Linked DNA regions of Drosophila melanogaster: region 1 is linked to region 2. A link is a contact called in public Hi-C data. All regions are on one chromosome and are shown on one strand. The core of a region is the stretch at or near the end of the contact, and the rest is flanking DNA. Distances in the headings are between cores, read along the strand shown. Region 1 holds the start of lncRNA:CR43832 (long non-coding RNA:CR43832). Region 2 holds the start of IntS6 (Integrator 6).

What was found. A called contact is a pair of places that touch in the nucleus more often than the background predicts.
Region 1: a Hi-C map of the Kc167 cell line shows a contact between it and region 2, with 2.6 times the contacts expected there. The contact joins the promoter of lncRNA:CR43832 here to the promoter of IntS6 in region 2. A contact is called at or near these places in 5 of 107 Hi-C or Micro-C datasets (the Kc167 cell line, the S2 cell line and embryo) and 1 of 6 datasets of contacts at active chromatin or transcription factors (the Kc167 cell line).

What each region holds. Positions count from the first base shown.
Region 1 is chrX:6,591,641-6,594,501 of dm6, reverse strand. lncRNA:CR43832 (long non-coding RNA:CR43832) reads left to right here and starts at 1,433. Exons shown (of 2, transcript NR_073634.1): 1 at 1,433-1,577; 2 at 1,645-1,969. Pat1 (Protein interacting with APP tail-1) reads right to left here. Exons shown (of 8, transcript NM_132100.5): 2 at 2,739-2,861; 3 at 555-1,141; 4 at 189-413; 5 at 17-118.
Region 2 is chrX:5,745,996-5,748,695 of dm6, reverse strand. It overlaps IntS6 (Integrator 6), which reads left to right and starts at 1,442. Exons shown (of 2, transcript NM_132025.3): 1 at 1,442-1,924. Rtel1 (Regulator of telomere elongation helicase 1) reads right to left here and starts at 949. Exons shown (of 7, transcript NM_001272333.1): 1 at 1-949. The coding sequence starts at 827.

The sequences.
Region 1 (2,861 bases), core at 184-2,683, 850 kb before region 2:
GGAATAATTTGCTTACCGTGCGCGTCGCACCGCCTGGCAGATGAGCAGATTGGCCCGGGCAAAGTCCCGCTTAACGACACAGGCCTTCGCCGCCTGGCGCAGAACATCGATGATGGTGCTGTCGGGGATTAAGTTTGAAATAAGCCACGCATAACCAGGCTAAACTTAAGGCAGGGAACACAACTCACCGTGGATTCGCATATCCTTTTAAAAATCGCATGGCGAGACCGCTCCACAAATGACTGTTCTTGTACTCATTGCGGGCAAAGTACATGGCCGAAATCTGACTGTAGGTTATGGCCACCAGCTGGTTTGGCACGCTCTTATTGAGCCATTTGTTCAGACCCATCAATTCCGCGTAGGTTTTCTCTGCCTCCTTGAAGTTGCAATGGGCCGATTCGGCATACAAAAGGCTATACGAAGGATATATGTTTGTTTGATTAGTTCTTATCGATGAATGCATAATAAATACTAATCATAAATAGTAGTTCTTAAATTTAATTACAAATTGTTTGATTGATTTGATAATTTGACTTAAGAAATATATAAATTACCGCTGCAGGCAGTCGAGTCGAAACTGCAACCAGTGTTTGTGGGTCGGCAGATCCTTCAGTCTTACATTAAGGCATGCCAGCACGGTAATGCTCTCCTGCATCCATCCAGCCTCCGAGAGGAACGATCCGAGGCGCAGGCCCAGATCTATGACCTGCAGCTCAACGGCGGACAGCTCCTCGAGGCCAGAATCATTGATCGCATCGAGTTCCTCCTGTGTTGCTCTCCGGTGTGGGAGACCTACTATGCTTCCGATATCAGCACTGAATTCGTCATTAAAATCACTGATGCTGTCTGCATTTGTAGATTCGGAATCGTAGGTATACAGTGAACTGAACTCCGTTGAGCGATCCTCAACTGTATCCATACTCGACTCCAGTTCCTCTTCTTCGTGACCGGCCACCACCTCATAGCGCGACACATAGTTCTCGCTGAGTCTTTTGGCCAGCATCTTTTGGCTGGCCATTAGTGAGGCCATTATGCGCAGCAATTGACTGCGAGCAAATGGATAGCGAACGAGTCGAGCGAATACCTCAAGCTGGGCCAGCTCCTCCAGCAGCGTGTCCTTCAAGGACTCCTGCTGTGACATCTGTGGATGTTCAAACAAAGATTGGTAATTAGGTATTTGAGTGAAAGCACCATTGAGCCGTTAAACCAAAATAGGTCACCAACTACAAAACACTTTAGTAAGGGAGTATTTTTTTTTCCATCAATTCATAATCGATAATTTTAGTTCAACTTGCGTTTTCACTACATAAGAAGTAAACCAAGTGAAGAAAAGAAATGTTACATCCAATCAGCGGACAATGGAATTTGCTTAGCCATTATCAGCAAGTTCAATGGCTCTTCAGCCAGCAGCTGCGCCATTTAAGCAAGGTCCATGCATCACTGCATCACTGCAGCCCCCATTCCAGTCTCAGTCCCAATCCCAATCCCATTCCCATTCCCATTTCCAATCCCGATCCCCGAGCGAGGCCCACCATTTGCAAACAGGACAATCAAAGGGCGCTGGACCCATCCGACTGGTTGGTTTATTTATAGAGCGCCGTCCCCCCCGCCCATCAATGTCGCTTCTGTTTATAATTTACACAGTAATTGCCACATATTATGACAATCCATGTATGGAATCGAAACCACAGCACGCTGGCACTGCCCAGCAATGTGCATTCGCAACCACCTGTGGGTCTGGTCTGGCCGGCCTGTCCACTTGGATGGCCTTCGTCCGAATGGAATCCATCCGGAGGTACACATATGGATCGCTAGGCACAGCGACGATGATGGAGTTTATTCCTGGATTACTATGTAATCGCAATATAATAAAATAAATTCCGATAATTGAAGGTTGTCATATACGATATTCGATCAGTCTCTTGATCAGTGAAAATAAACAATGCATATTCAATTGATGATGAACTTTATCAGCAGTCTACCCTTTAGGTTGCTCTATTATTTACATACTCGTACAGATAACGCTTAACGATCGGTTATAGTAAAATCTACAATTAAATCGGTGCCAATCATAATGTGTCAACGAAATCTAAATGCATTTGGGTGGGAGTTGAGTGTTAATCTATATATAACATATACAATATTCGCAGTCTCCGTCTTAGCGAAGGTCTTTTTTTTTTTTGCCATGGGTTAATGGGCGAACTGGTGGTTGGTTGGGGTGTAAACAATTTAAGCGGAAAAGCAAATACAAACAGACAAGTGCCCATACCCCCCCGCCCCCGCCACCCATTCACTCATACTCACTGATAATGGGTATGAGAGAATGGTAATTGCCAGTGGCGAAATACATATGTGTATAGTATGGAGAGTTCAGATAAGAACTAACTGGGCATCGAAGTTTAGGGATCCTCATTCTTGCTTGATTTCAAGAATCTATGTACATTTTTGCATGCGCATAATTTCGGGAATCTAATGTGTGTGTGTGTTTTGAGCAGCTCAAAAATTATAAAATGTTCATAAAGAATTCCGCAAAATAAAAAGATATTACAATAATAAGATCATAGGAAAGTACCATTACCATTTTGTACCATTTTGCGATAATAACTTATAACATGTAAAGTTTGGAAATATAGGAGAGCACTATTAATATTCAGAACCTAGTTAACCCCAAGTATTTACCCTGAGATAATGGCATTGCTCGGATTCTTGGAGGGGAAAAAACGGTGGCTGGCACTTACCATTTCGTAAACATCGATGAGCAAGTTGCGTGGCAGCTCAGCCAGTCGACTGATCCTGTCCAGCGCCGGTATCTTGGTGTTCATACTCCCGATGAGGGCCTGCAGCGACAGGTCGTATAGGGT
Region 2 (2,700 bases), core at 193-2,692:
ATGGCCACATCAGAGGACTTAATCTGCACCGAAGCGGACTCCTCGCAGATCTTCTCGATGTTGTGGGCCTCATCCAGGATCACAATAGTGTTGCCCAGTTCGATTTTGTTGGCCTTGCGAGCCTTGGGATCGAGTAGATAATTGTAGGGCATGAAGGTGATATCCGCCTGGGGAACCAACTCCCGAGACGCGAAGTAGGGACAGATCTTGAGTCGCTGGCCCACCTTGACCAGGTCCTCAATGTCCATGATGGTGGGTCCGCGCAAATCGGGATGATCCTTTCGCGACTCAACGCGCATTTGAAATGAACAGGTCTTGGAGTGCACCCGTAGCTTGCACATGTTGGTCTTGTTGGAGTTGCCCTGCTCCCGCATGACCTCCGGATGAATGCATAGCTGATCGCGGGAGCCCAGAACCACGGATCTCATGTTAGCGTACGCTGTCCTCTTGAGTTCCCGCATCGCCTGCGTCAATTGGGAGTGGGTGCGCGAGGCGTAGATGACCTTGGGCACGCCCCAGTTATTCGCACGACCCATGGTCTTGGCCAGCTCGGACAGGTCTCCCCCAGGTGCTCCGCCTCCAAGACCCGAAAAATCTGCCTTCTCCATCTTAACCATCTGCTTTTGGTGCTCCGATTGCCTGGTGCGGATCCAGGCCAAGGATGAGCACAGCAAGCTTAGGGTCTTGCCCGTGCCGGTTGGCGATTCCAGGACTCCATTCGTGCCATCGCGGAGACAATGGATCACCTTCTCCATGTACGCCCGTTGAACCGGGTACGGCTCGAACGGAAAGTGCACCGGAATGCCGGCGATCAGGCTCTCCGGCATTATTCTTAATAATACTATTTATTTACTTGTTTACGCGCCAAATCGGAGTGAACATGTGTTCGTTGGTCGATAACAATAAATGTCTGTGTAGGTGGTCAGTTATCGCTATCGATAGAGTACAGTGGACCCTGATTAAGTAATTTTATAGCGTTATCTTGAACTCCGAGTCAAATGTTTACAACTTGCATGTCAAACCCTGCGTAGTTTATTTTAAACGTAATAGTAGTACTAATCACCACCCAAAGTGCTGCAATCGTGTTTATGGTACCTTATGGATAATAGTAACTGAAACTTATAAACTTATTAGCATTGGAGGGAATACTGTAGTTGTGATTCTGTTTATTTGGATCAAAGATTAACGATATAACATTTTAAGTGAATGTTATGGATTATACCAAACTAATGAACTAATGGCATTCAAGATTAAATGTGCAGCATACATATAAATCCCCTAACAAGGTAAGTAAATATTTGACATCAATTATTACAAACTCAGTTAATTCAACCACAAATCCATTTATCGTGACCCCTTCGCTCGGCTTTTCCGAATCGCCGCGATACGGCCCCACTGATTTGGCGCTTCTCGGCCACACCAAAAAAACACAGAACGGCATCAAATCATTCGAACTTTGAGAACGGTAGTGTTGTGTTGTTATTGCTCGGCAGCAAAGTAAAATCCGAAGAGAAGCGAGTCGAACAAGAGAAGAAGAAGCGCAGGAGTGGACGACAGCAATGCAACAACAGTGACGAGGCGCCAGTGTGCAAAAGTATGTGTGCGAGTGCGTGTAAGCAACAACTCCCCGATACAAACCTACGAGCGAGAGGGGGACGGCGATAGCGACGGTCGTTCGGTCGGTCGGTCCGACCGCTAGTCGCGTCTGTCGGTCGTTCTCGCCTATGCACCTCGGCGGCAGAGCGAAAGAGAGCGCACTCTGGCTGTGTGTGTGCGTGTGTGTTCTCGCTCTCTCGCGCGGTGGTGATAAATTTCTGTTGGCACAAAGTAAAAATATAACAGAATAAAAAATCGTGGCGCGGCATATAGAAGCTAATCGAAAATTATTGCGAGTATTGGGTGGAGGAGAAACATTCCTCTTCTTGTGAGTGCGTTTTTGTTTTAGTTATTCTTTTTTTTTTTTTTTTTGGCCGGAAACTCTCACTCGAAGATGCTGCCGGTGTAGTTGTGTATGAATGTTGTACCATTTTTTTTTTTTTTGAGATAGAAAATTTAGATCTAAAATATTAACCATGCGATCCTTAGAATCGCACTTTTAAAATATGTCCACACATTTTCAAATTCGAAAGCTTTGGCGGGCTGTCGATGGGCGGGCGCTTGCAACTCTGGCGATAACGATTACCGTGCCGATAACGCGGCTGCACTAATCAGCATTATCACATGCAAATTAAGGTCATCCAAATGAAAAATGACCACCAATCAAAGGCCCTGCACCCCTTTGCCGCCCCCCATTTATGCGAAACAACTAGAAAAAGTGTGTTTATTTCTTCACCGTTTTTCGAGCTCTGACAACCCTGCCGCTGCTGCATAAGTGAATTCCGACAAAGAGCCGTGTCATTTTGTTGGCCAAAACATCGCTGCGCCGAGATTAATTAGACGGAAAAAACTCGATTACTTGAAGTGCTCGGCCCTATATCGTTTTGGTTTAAACGTGTGTGTGAGCTTTGTGGATTGCCATCAAACACAATAGGCCGACTCGTCCCCCGCAGCCACCCGTACCATTCCAACACGTCGGAGCAGGGTTGCCAGATCAACGATAAATCACACACCGCTCGTTTAATACGAATTTTGTGTTGTTTTTACTTAAGACAAAATTTGTGAAACTTAATAGATATATTTTAATTTCCGCTCAACGTTATA